2 separate regions of the Mus musculus genome follow, and region 1 is linked to region 2. A link is a contact called in public HiChIP or PLAC-seq data. All regions are on one chromosome and are shown on one strand. Each heading gives the region's core, a stretch centred on a gene start, on an enhancer-like site or on the middle of the called end of the contact. The rest is flanking DNA. Distances are from core to core; before and after follow the strand shown.

Region 1 (6,667 bases), core at 3,965-6,464, 96 kb after region 2:
ATCTCAAATATTTGGGAACCCATATACAGGGTGATGTGGTGTCTTATCAAAAATTACAGATTAGGACAGATAAATTAAGAACCTTAAATGATTTCCAAAAGCTGCTAGGAAATATTAATTAGATACGTCCTTTCTTAAAATTAACTACGGGAGAGTTAAAACCTCTCTTTAAAATCCTTAACGGAGACTCTAATCCTATCTCAATAAGAAAACTTACTCCTGAGGCATGCAAAGCTCTTCAATTGATAAATAAAAGACTATCTATTGCTCGGGTAAAAAGGCTAGATTTATCACAGCCTTGGTCTCTATGTATATTAAAGACTGAATATACCCCCACAGCATGCCTCTGGCAAAATAGAGTCCTAAAATGGATACATTTGCCTCATATTTCACCAAAAGTGATTACTCCTTATGATATCTTTTGTACACAACTTATTATTAAGGGCCGACACCGCTCTAAGAAATTATTTAGTAAAGACCCTGATTATATTGTTGTACCCTACACCAAAGTTCAATTCGATCTCCTATTACAAGAAAAGGAAGATTGGCCTATTTCTTTATTAGGGTTCTTGGGAGAGGTTCATTTCCATCTTCCAAAAGACCCTTTGCTTACATTTACCCTACAAACTGCCATTATTTTTCCTCACATGACCTCTACCACACCACTAGAGAAAGGAATTGTGATTTTTACAGACGGGTCAGCAAATGGCCGTTCGGTAACATATATACAAGGAAGGGAGCCTATAATTAAAGAAAATACACAAAACACAGCCCAACAGGCTGAAATTGTGGCAGTCATTACAGCCTTTGAGGAAGTGAGTCAATCCTTTAATTTGTATACTGATTCTAAATATGTGACTGGGTTGTTTCCCGAAATCGAAACTGCAACTTTGTCACCCAGAACAAAAATTTACACAGAACTAAGACACCTACAAAGGTTAATCCACAAGAGACAAAAAAAATTTTACATTGGTCATATCAGAGGGCACACTGGACTTCCCGGTCCTTTGGCACAGAAAAATGCCTATGCAGATTCTTTAACAAGAATTCTGACCGCTTTAGAGTCAGCTCAAAAAAGCCACGCACTACATCATCAAAATGCCGCGGCGCTTAGGTTTCAGTTTCACATCACTCGTGAACAAGCACGAGAAATAGTAAAACTATGTCCAAATTGCCCCGACTGGGGACATGCGCCACAACTAAAAGTAAACCCCAGGGGCCTTAAGCCCCGAGTTCTATGGCAAATGGATGTTACTCATGTCTCAGAATTTAAAAAATTAAAGTACGTACATGTGACAGTAGATACCTATTCTCATTTTACTTTCGCTACCGCCCAAACGGGCGAAGCAACCAAAGATGTGTTACAACACTTGGCTCAAAGCTTTACATACATGGGCATTCCTCAAAAAATAAAAACAGATAATGCCCCTGCATATGTGTCCCGTTCAATACAGGAATTTTTGGCCAGATGGAAAATATCTCACGTCACGGGGATTCCTTACAATCCCCAGGGACAGGCCATTGTTGAACAAACACACCAAAATATAAAGGCACAGCTTAATAAACTTCAAAAGGCTGGAAAATACTATACACCCCACCATCTATTGGCACATGCTCTTTTTGTGCTGAATCATGTAAATATGGACAATCAAGGCCATACGGCGGCCGAAAGACATTGGGGTCCAATTTCAGCCGATCCAAAACCTATGGTTATGTGAAAAGATCTTCTCACAGGGTCCTGGAAAGGACCCGATGTCCTAATAACAGCCGGACGAGGCTATGCTTGTGTTTTTCCACAAGATGCCAAATCACCAATTTGGGTCCCTGACCGGTTCATCCGACCTTTCACTGAGCGGAAGGGATCGACGCCCACGCCTAGCGCTGCGGAAAAAACGCCGCCGCGAGATGAGAAAGATCACCAAAAAAGTCCGGAGAATGACCCTAGACCCCATCAAAGAGAAGACGGCTTAGCAACAGCTGCAGGCGTTGATCTCCGAAGCGGAGGAGGTTCTTAAAACCTCACAAACTCCCCAAACCTCTTTGACCTTATTTCTTGCTTTGTTGTCTGTCCTCGGCCCCCTGCCTGTGACCGGGGAAAGTTATTGGGCTTACCTACCTAAACCACCTATTCTCCATCCCGTGGGATGGGAAAGTACAGACCCCATTAGAGTTCTGACAAATCAAACCATGTATTTGGGTGGTTCGCCTGACTTTCACGGGTTTAGAAACATGTCTGGTAATGTACATTTTGAGGAGAAGTCTGATACGCTCCCCATTTGCTTTTCCTTCTCCTTTTCTACCCCCATGGGCTGCTTTCAAGTAGATAAGCAGGTATTTCTTTCTGATACACCCACGGTTGATAATAATAAACCTGGGGAAAAGGGTGATAAAAGGCGTATGTGGGAACTTTGGTTGACTACCTTGGGGAACTCGGGGGCCAATACAAAACTGGTCCCTATAAAAAAGAAGTTGCCCCCCAAATATCCTCACTGCCAGATCGCCTTTAAGAAGGACGCCTTCTGGGAGAGAGACGAGTCTGCTCCTCCACGGTGGTTGCCTTGCGCCTTCCCTGACCAGGGGGTGAGTTTTTCTCCAAAAGGGGCCCTTGGGTTACTTTGGGATTTCTCCCTTCCCTCGCCTAGTGTAGATCAGTCAGATCAGATTAAAAACAAAAAGGATCTATTTGGAAATTATACTCCCCCTGTCAATAAAGAGGTTCATCGATGGTATGAAGCAAGATGGGTAGAACCTACTTGGTTCTGAAAAAATTCTCCTAAAGATCCCAATGATAGAGATTTTACTGCTCTAGTTCCCCATACAAAATTGTTTCGCTTAGTTGCAGCCTCAAGACATCTTATTCTCAAAAGGCCAAGATTTCAAGAACATGAGATGATTCCTACATCTGCCTGTGTTACTTACCCTTATGCCATATTATTAGGATTACCTCAGCTAATAGATATAGAAAAAAGAGGATCTACTTTTCATATTTCCTGTTCTTCTTGTAGATTGACTAATTGTTTAGATTCTTCTGCCTACGACTATGCAGCGATCATAGTCAAGAGGCCGCCATATGTGCTGCTACCTGTAGATATTGGTGATGAACCATGGTTTGATGATTCTGCCATTCAAACTTTTAGGTATGCCACAGATTTAATTCGAGCTAAGCGATTTGTCGCGGCCATTATTCTGGGCATATCTGCTTTGATTGCTATTATTACTTCCTTTGCTGTAGCTACTACTGCCTTAGTTAAAGAGATGCAAACTGCTACGTTTGTTAATAATTTTCATAGGAATGTTACATTAGCCTTATCTGAACAAAGAATAATAGATTTAAAATTAGAAGCTAGACTTAATGCTTTAAAAGAAGTAGTTTTAGAGTTGGGTCAAGATGTGGCAAATTTAAAGACCAGAATGTCCACTAAGTGTCATGCAAATTATGATTTTATCTGCGTTACACCACTACCATATAATGCTTCTGAGAGCTGGGAAAGAACCAAGGCTCATTTACTGGGCATTTAAAATAACAATGAGATTTCATATAACATACAAAAATTAACCAACCTAATTAGTGATATGAGCAAACAACATATTGACGCAGTGGACCTTAGTGGCTTGGCTCAGTCTTTTGCCAACGGAGTGAAGGCTTTAAATCCATTGGATTGGACACAATATTTCATTTTTATAGGAGTTGGAGCCCTGCTTTTGGTCATAGTACTTATGATTTTCCCCATTGTTTTCCAGTGCTTTGCAAAGAGCCTTGACCAAGTGCAGTCAGATCTTAACGTGCTTCTTTTAAAAAAGAAAAAAGGGGGAAATGCCGCGCCTGCAGCAGAAATGGTTGAACTCCCGAGAGTGTCCTACACTTAGGAGAGAAGCAGCCAAGGGGTTGTTTCCCACCAAGGACGACCCGTCTGCGTGCACGCGGATGAGCCCATCAGACAAAGACATACTCATTCTCTGCTGCAAACTTGGCATAGCTCTGCTTTGCCTGGGGCTATTGGGGGAAGTTGCGGTTCGTGCTCGCAGGGCTCTCACCCTTGATTCTTTTAATAACTCTTCTGTGCAAGATTACAATCTAAACGATTCGGAGAACTCGACCTTCCTCCTGGGGCAAGGACCACAGCCAACTTCCTCTTACAAGCCACACCGACTTTGTCCTTCAGAAATAGAAATAAGAATGCTTGCTAAAAATTATATTTTTACCAATAAGACCAACCCAATAGGTCGATTATTAATCACTATGTTAAGAAATGAATCGTTACCTTTTAGTACTATTTTTACTCAAATTCAAAGGTTAGAAATGGGAATAGAAAATAGAAAGAGACGCTCAACCTCAGTTGAAGAACAGGTGCAAGGACTAAGGGCCTCAGGCCTAGAAGTAAAAAGGGGAAAGAGGAGTGCACTTGTCAAAATAGGAGACAGATGGTGGCAACCAGGGACTTATAGGGGACCTTACATCTACAGACCAACAGATGCCCCGCTACCATATACAGGAAGATATGATTTAAATTTTGATAGGTGGGTCACAGTCAATGGCTATAAAGTGTTATACAGATCCCTCCCCTTTCGTGAAAGGCTCGCCAGAGCTAGACCTCCTTGGTGTGTGTTAACTCAAAAAGAAAAAGACGACATGAAACAACAGGTACATGATTATATTTATCTAAGAACAAGAATAAACGTTTGGAAAAAGATTTTTCATTATACCAAGGAGGGGGCAGTGGCTAGACAATTAGAACACATTTCTGCGGATACCTTTGACATAAGGTATAATAAATAACCTTTATGAGCCCAACCTTGCGGTTCCCAGGGTTCAAATAAGTTCTTGGTCACAAACTGTTCTTAAAACAAAGATGTGAGACAAGTGGTTTCCTGACTTGGTTTGGTATCAAATGTTTTGATCTAAGCTCTGAGTGTTCTATTCTCCTATGTTCTTTTAGAACTTATCCAAGTCTTATGTAAATGCTTATGTAAACCATGATATAAAAGAGTGCTGATTTTTTGAGTAAACTTGCAACAGTCCTAACATTCACCTCTCGTGTGTTTGTGTCTGTTCGCCATCCCGTCTCCGCTCGTCACTTATCCTTCACTTTCCAGAGGGTCCCCCCGCAGACCCCGGTGACCCTCAGGTCGGCCGACTGCGGCAGCTCCCCACTGAGGCTTGCTCTTGTCTTTGTCTTCTCAGCTACGCAGGGCTTTCTTGAATGGGGAACCTGGCACAGGCATCCTGGTGGCCTAGGTGTCTCCTCTGCTGCAGGACATGACAGAGAGACCTCCCCCACCCCAGTTCCAGGCAGTAATGGCTCTTGCTAACCACTGTCCACTTTTGGAGAAGGGCAAGCCCAGGTTCCTGTACTCCATCCAACAAAGGGAACAAACATCATGCAGCCCGAGCATGCAGTGAGCCGAGCCTCGTGGAGGAAGACTGGGGGGAAAGGGCTTGATTTACTTAGGAAACTCGGCGATCCTACCCGCACTGCAGGAATCCAGGTGTGCTGGTACACATCTGTTATCTCAGCCACTTGAGAAGTAGAGACAGAAAGGTCAGAAGCTCAAGGCCCTCCTCAGCTATACAGTGAATCCAAGGCCAGAAATTAAAAATGTAAGGAATGGCAACTTTCACGGAGTCCTTGCTGCAAGTCAGGCTTGGATGTAAGGGGTTTGCAATCAGAGTGTCCTGGGCTCTGGGAAGGGCTGGAGTAGGGCAGAAGTGTTCACTCTGCTTCACTTCTCGGGGTGGCATTTGTGTGTGTGTGTGCGTGCACGTGTGCATGTATGTGCTGGGTGGCGGGGAGTGGTGCCACATGTCCCTGTAACTAGGAGAGATCAGAGAAAAGTCTGTTGTACGCTGAAGCCCACCATTTTCTAACTCTTGCTGAGTCTAATTCTATGCCAGACCCACTAGCTCTTTCTCTCAGACGGGCACTGCACAAGGAGGCGAGAGTAAGGCACATAGAGTCCCAGTGGTGACCAGGCTCAGTCAGAGCTAGCTTGGCTCCCTGCCTCCCTCTCCACACCTTTCCTGCTCAACTCTGAGGGTTTGGCTTGCATCCTGCCAGTGTTGGAGAACTCAGTCCTCTGGGAGGGCAATTTTCTGGCTTCTGCTGCCATCAGTCCCTGGAGCCCCAGCAGCCATCTGTGGCTTCCACAGTAACAGCCTCACAGACGTCGGAGGTCCCTGACCACGGGCTACTGGGACAGCTCGGGTGTAGGCTGGAAACTTCCTTGTGGGACCGTTTCCTGTTTCCTCTCCGGTTTCTGGTTGTCTTCCTTGGGTGTGTCAAACTGTCACCTCACCCAGTCTGGATCCACACATCCTAGGTGGGAGCTGAGGACCCTCAGTACAGCAGGTCCTCCATAATTTAGAATGATCACACAGCAAGATCCAGGAGGGGAAACTGAGGCAGCATGCTCGTGACTGCCAGGGCAGAACTGGGAACAGGAATCAGGTCTGGAAGTCTTCTAAGACAGCGAACAAAGTTTCCTTTCATCGTGTGCCTGGTTACAGCACCAAATATTTCCCCTCTTATCTCTACCACGCTAAGTAATAGTGGGAACTTGTTTGTGGAGGGACAAATTCCAAGGATGGCTGGCAAAGGAGAAAAGGCCTTATGTGGAAAGGTCAGGGGTCACCCACATTATCAGAATCCTCTTGGGGGGTCAGAGCTTC
Region 2 (6,151 bases), core at 361-2,860:
CAAACCCTCTATTCTGGCCGGGCGGTGGTGGCACCCGCCTTTAATCCCAGCACTTGGGAGGTAGAGGCAGGTGGATTTCTGAGTTCGAGGCCAGCCTGGTCTACAAAGTGAGTTCCAGGACAGCCAGGGCTACACAGAGAAACCCTGTCTTGAAAACACCACACAAAAACAAAACAAAACAAAACAAAACAAAACAAAACAACCTCTGTCCTGGCTGTCTTCCGTTCTTCAGTTCTGTGTAGTCAAACAGGAAATCGATCTAACTCTGAAATCCAAGGAGTGTGCTGTAGGAGACCCGGGCTGGGAGACACTCCAGGGCCGCAGTCTGAGCCCCGCTCTAGAGTTCAGGATGACTTTGGCCAAATTAGTGAAACTCCCTGAGGCTAATGCCTCTCATATAGTAGAAACAGCTATGGCTGTCTAAAATGTACTGCACTGTGGACTGGAGGCATGCATGGTTCAGCGATAAGGCTCATTGGCTGCTCTTCCAGAGGACCTGGGCTCAGTTCTCAGCATCCACTTGGTGGCTCACAATCGTCTGTACTCCAATTCCAGGGACTATGATTCCCTCTTCTCAGTTCTTCAGGTACCAGGCACACATGTGGTGCACAAAACAAACCATATACATAAAAACAAATTAAACAAATTAAATACCATACCAATTTTTGCAATCAAAGATTTCTTTTTTTGTTGTTTTTGCTTTTGTTTTTTTCGAGACAGGGTTTCTCTGTATAGCCCTGGCTGTCCTGGAACTCACTTTGTAGACCAGGCTGGCCTCGAACTCAGAAATCTGCCTGCCTCTGCCTCTCGAGTGCTGGGATTAAAGGCGTGTGCCACTATGCCCGGCTTCAAAGATTTCTATATACTGTCTTACAATTCTATATGATACTTCTGTTTCAGGGAAGAATGTAAACAATGCTTGAGAAGACCAGAGAGTCATAACTGTCTTAATGTTAGCCACAAATACCATTTTAGTGCTTCTCAAGTTGCATCTCACAAGGTTACTAAGATTCCCCACCACCACCCATTTCCTTCACTCTCTTGGAAAGTGAGGTGGCTCCAGAGATGCCTTGGATGGGGTATAACCTGATATGGCAAAACCAGGAGCCACTAGGGTTTCCTGAGGCATTTGGTGTCTGCCCTTTCCCTCTAACGTGATTTTTCATGAGATTTCTAGAAAACTGCAGACTACAGTTAGTTGTTAGCGGCTGCGTGGAAATTCCTGTTAGTCTGTTGACAAAAGACATCACGCAGATTCTTGGGTGAGCGCTCCTCTCTGTCTTATGCTCGCAAGATTTCCTCGTCTTTCTGTTCTGTCTCAGAATCCGCAACCATGGGATTCGAACTCTAGAACACCTACTTTCCTGACTGCTTCATGGGCTGCACTCTCTCCTTGTTCTTCTATCTAGCCATAAAGTAGACCAAATTGTGTCTAGAGGCGTAGGCAGCGCTGGAGGGGCGGGGCTTGCTTTTCTCCCCGCTCTCTGCAGAGGTAAGGCTCCGATTGGCTGTCGAGCGAGACGGGGCCCGCGGATTGGCTGCGCGACAGCCGCCGGCTGACGTGGCGGGGCTGAGACCTGCGGGCCTGCGCGGCGGGTGCGGAAACGCCCGGGGCAGCAAGCAGGCGCGGGTAATGCACCATGCCGCTGGAACTGGAGCTGTGTCCCGGGCGCTGGGTGGGTGGAAAGCACCCGTGCTTCATCATCGCGGAGATCGGCCAGAACCACCAAGGAGACATAGATGTGGCCAAGCGCATGATCCGCACTGCCAAGGTGAGGGGCGGGGCCCGTGGAGGAGTAAGTAGCGGAGGAGCCCAGGAAGGTTGACGGAGGAGTTTGCAGGGAACCCGGGCGGGGGGCAGGCTAACGGAGGGGCCCGGGAGAATTCACGGAGGGGCTTGGGAGAGCGCGGCCGCGATTGCCTTCTGGTCCTGTGCTCCGCGTCTCTCTTGCCTCGGCTCCCCAACTCCGTCTAACAGCTGCTCTTGCTCGCCCTCCCAACCGATCTTCTTTCTGTTTAGATCAGCTCCTACCCTTGCCTGGCCTGCTCCGTGGCTTCCTACCTAACCAGAATCTTAGGGACCCAGCCCCTTCCTGCTTGTCATATGCCACCCCAGAGATCCTCCCGTGTGATATTTGTCTACAGTCCTTGGAAGTTGGTGTGGTTTTTCTCAGTCCCAGTGTTTGGATTACTAACCGGTAAAAAGTGCAGATCGGGTTAGGGACTAAGCTGCCTGATTTGAAAACCCGGCTTCATGGAGCTGGGATGAGCATCCGTGAAGGGAAGGAGTGAAAAGCACAATAATTAGTCCAGGGCTCCTTGGGTGACCACTAACTACAGCTGCTGAGATGCTTGTGACTACACGCCCACCCACTTCTCTTAGTAAGTTTCCACACGTTCAGTCCGAACGACAGGGATGGCTTCTCCAGCTACAGCCCGCAGCCCTAGGTCTCACGGTGTTTTGCTTCTAGTCCTTTTAAAACAGGGACTTACTCTAACCTGGGCTAGACTGGGAGTCATCATGTATCCCAGGCTATCCCTCAGATATTTTGCTTCAGGCTTCCAAGTACTGGGATTACAGGTGCTAGCCTTCACTCAGGACTTGTCATACTTTCTTTTAATCCTTTCTTTGTTTTGAATGAATCTTTGAAGAGAAACCGTCCTGTTCGTCATTGTGACCCTAACCCTCAGCTTTCATAAAGTCTACCCTGTGATTTCTTTTTTCTTTTTTCTTTTTTTGGTTTGTTATCTTTTTAATTGATTGTTATTATTGTTTTTGGAGACAAGAGTCTCACTCTGTAATGTAGATTGGCTTGGAATTTACTCTGTAGACTAGGCTAGGCTCTCAAGCTTGGACCCGTTTTCCTGTCATAGTCTCCCAAGTGTCGAGAGTGTAGGCATGGGTCATTACATTCAGCAGTTCCTGGGGCTGGAAAGATGGCTCAGTGGTTAAGAGCATTGGCTTCTTTTCCAAAGGACCTGAGTTCAGTTCCCAGCACCCACATGGCTGCTCACAGCTATTTCTAACCCCATCGAGTGTCAAGATAGCACTCCACTCTCTACATGGACTCTCTCAAATTCAGTTTTATCTTACCTTTCCTTAGAACTAATTAATTGGTCTTGTGATCACAGTACTGTTGAAGCACAAAAGGACTTTAAAGTAATAACTGCTAACACAGTTTTAGATTGTCACTCTTGAGATGCGGAACTAAGTGCTTTTGTGTACTCTCTCTTTTAATTCCTATGATGCTTGTTGTCAACTTCATTGATATCTTTGATCCTAGCACTTGGAAGTAGAGGCAGTCAGATCTCTCTGAGTTCGAGGCCAGCTTGGACTACTTAGCAAGTTCCAGGCTCATCAGGGGCTACCTAATGAGACCTCGTTTCAAAAATGTATAATTTTTAATCTTCCCTTTAAACACAGGTTTCCTGCCTTTGGACTATAAAGAGGGAAATTCCTGCTTTTGATTGAAAGGGACAGCCTGTTTTTCCAAGGTGTGACCTCCTTGTATGGTGAGGTTGTAAAACCTAGAAATATAAAACCGTGCAAACAGAGTTATAGTTTTTTTCTCATGGGTTCTCTTTAGTTCTGGAGGGTATTGGGGTCAGGGGGCACAGTGGCGGGGCTGGGGCTGTAAGCAAGAGCCCGGCCTAGTGTTAGGACATTGTGAGTTGACTGATCCTGAGCCCTCGATGACTTGGAACTTACTATGTAGACCAAGCTGGTATTCAATTCACAGAAATACGCCTGCTTCTGCCTCCTAAGTGCCTGGGATTAAAGGCACACAACACTACCTGGTTTAAAGTGTTTTCTCCCCTATGATTTATTTATTTAAATTATATGTATGTTTGTGTGCCAGCAGGTGCTTAGGGAAGGCAAAGGTATCGATCAGGTCTCCGTGGAGCTGGAAGTTTAGGCAGTTGTGAGCTGCTGGGTGTGGATGCTGGGAGCCAGACTTGGGTCCTCTGTAAGAGTAGTCGAGCCATCTTTCTATTCTTTGTTTTTGTATTTTTGAGACAGGGTCTTACTATGTAGCCATGGCTGGCCTGGACCTCTCTATGTAGACCAGACTGGCATCACAGAGATCTGTCTGCCTCTGTCTCCCAAGTGCAGGGACAAATGTGTGCACCACCAGAATGGTATATAAAATATACCTTTATGCCAGGTAGTGGTGGTGCACGCCCTTAACCCCCAGCACTTGGGAGGCAGAAGCAGGTGGATCTCTGACTTCAAGGCCCTGCCTGCTCTACAGAGCAAGTGCTAGGTCAGCCGGGGCTACAGAGAGAAACCCTGTCTTGAAATCTGCCTCCCCTAGAAAAAAAGATAACACCTTTATAATATATGATACATTAGTTCAGTAGTAGGAATTGCTGGCTTAGGTGGCATTGTGCAGCCCAAGGTGACGCCTCAGCACCTCAGGGTCTCGGTTCAGCTGCAGGGCCTGACCTCACTCTGGTGCTCAGAATCAGAATCTGAGTTTATTGATTAAGCGAAAGGTCGGGTAAGTGTAGGTGTTAGGAGTAGCCCATGTACTTGAGCAGTATGTCTGTGTGTGGAGTATGCGCCTGAGTGTAGGGGCCCGGATCTCTTAGCGATGGCATCACAAGTGGTCTTCAGCCACATGACACGGTGTACATGTGCACACACCTGCAATCCCTGGGACCCACATGGTGGAGGGAGTGCTTTTCTTTTCAATTTTTCTCTTTTGGTTCTCGTGAGACAGTCTGTATGTACCGCCTGGCTGTCCTGTATATAAGTAGGCTGAGATAGTATACAGAGATCCACCTGCCTCTGCCTTCTGAGTCTTGTCTTTCTCTTTTTTTTTTTTTTCTTACATAAGAAATATTTGGTTCATGTCTTTAATCCTAGCACTAAGGAAGCAGAGGCAGGAAGATCACTGGTCTACATAGCAAGTTCCAGGCCAGCCAAGGCTAGTTAGTGAGAACTGTGTACTTATTTTTTAACTTTTAATTTCTTTTTTTACAGGAGTGTGGGGCCGACTGCGCTAAGTTTCAGAAGAGCGAGTTGGAGTTCAAGTTTAACCGGAAGGCCCTGGAGAGACCATATACTTCGAAGCATTCATGGGGGAAGACGTATGGGGAGCACAAGCGGCATCTGGAATTCAGCCACGACCAGTACAAGGAGCTGCAGAGCTATGCGCAGGAGATCGGCATCTTCTTCACTGCCTCTGGCATGGACGAGGTGAGCTTTGGCTGCCCAGCGGCTGTGAGTGGAGCCATGGGATGCAGGCGGCTCTTTGTGTATTGCCCATTCCGGCTCTTGTTCACCTGTATTGGGTCCAAGACCAGAAGCCCAGAGCAGGGGTTCTGAGAGAGGGTACCATAGTTTAAAACTAACCTCTGGATCAGAGCAGCCACGCTAAACCCCAAGGTCCTTCCCATTGTGGGAACCTGGTATGGGTTGGGAGCATACCCCTTGCCAGCTAGCTCTGACTGGCTCACTCTGGTGCTGCTGGTATCACCCACAGGTAAGTGGCCCAAACGCTTGCTGTGCTGACATCCAAGAAGGATCCAGCTGGTATTGGGCCTCAGGTCCATTTTGCAATATAATTTCTTCTTCCCCCCATTCTATGCAGCCCTCCGTGTCCGAGAGAACGCACTCTGTAGACCAGGCTGGCCTTGATCTCAAGAGATCTCCCTGCTTCTGTGTCCCAGAGTTCTGTGATTAAAGGGGGGCACCACCACTGCCTGGCGTGACTTCTGTGCTTTGATGAGTCTGTGCCCTCTCTTTTCTGAATGTCAAACACTTCAGTTTAGAAACAGGACACTGGAATGGAAAGCTTAGAAAGCAGGACCAGGAGGGACCGTCCTGTGGCTCCTATACATTGTCTCTCTGTGGATATCCTCTCTGAGTCTTACATGCCTGTTATGGCTAGTTACTCACGGCTTGTCACACTTGGTTTGTGTGTTCTTTTTCCAGTCAGCGTTAGAACACAGCTCTACTCCACCTGTGAAGGCTTTGATAGTGGTGCGGTGTTTCTTTTGGAAGATAAACTAGAATGTTGGTTTTTGTTGGTGGTTTTGTTTTGTTTTTGTTTTTTGTTTTGGACACAGGGTCAGGGTCTTAGTATGTAGCCTTGGCTGGTCTGGAACTCATGACGTAGACCACGCTGGCCTCACGATCCTCCAA

What was found. HiChIP or PLAC-seq counts read pairs in DNA pulled down with a chosen protein or histone mark.
Region 1: a CTCF HiChIP or PLAC-seq map of CD8 T cells shows a contact between it and region 2, with 5 read pairs. The contact joins the enhancer-like site here to the promoter of Nans in region 2. A contact is called at or near these places in 6 of 39 promoter capture datasets (the 3T3-L1 cell line, the HPC-7 cell line, cranial neural crest and 3 more), 1 of 15 datasets of contacts at CTCF or cohesin (CD8 T cells), 4 of 115 datasets of contacts at active chromatin or transcription factors (bone marrow-derived macrophages, embryonic stem cells and pancreatic cancer cells) and 3 of 9 other capture datasets (adipose tissue, liver and pancreatic islet).

The regions. Positions count from the first base shown.
Region 1 is chr4:46,579,902-46,586,568 of GRCm38.p6, forward strand. The region is part of intron 1 of Coro2a (coronin, actin binding protein 2A); the gene reads right to left. Among named protein-coding and RNA genes, the nearest start is that of Coro2a, 19 kb to the right of the region's middle. Within about 2 kb of position 5,215, at least 46 of the 459 cell types and tissues checked have an H3K27ac peak or open chromatin away from gene starts, as enhancers often do. A contact at or near this core is called in CD8 T cells, the HPC-7 cell line and bone marrow-derived macrophages, where this site is marked.
Region 2 is chr4:46,487,719-46,493,869 of GRCm38.p6, forward strand. It overlaps Nans (N-acetylneuraminic acid synthase (sialic acid synthase)), which reads left to right and starts at 1,611. Exons shown (of 6, transcript NM_053179.3): 1 at 1,611-1,772; 2 at 4,988-5,203. The coding sequence starts at 1,641.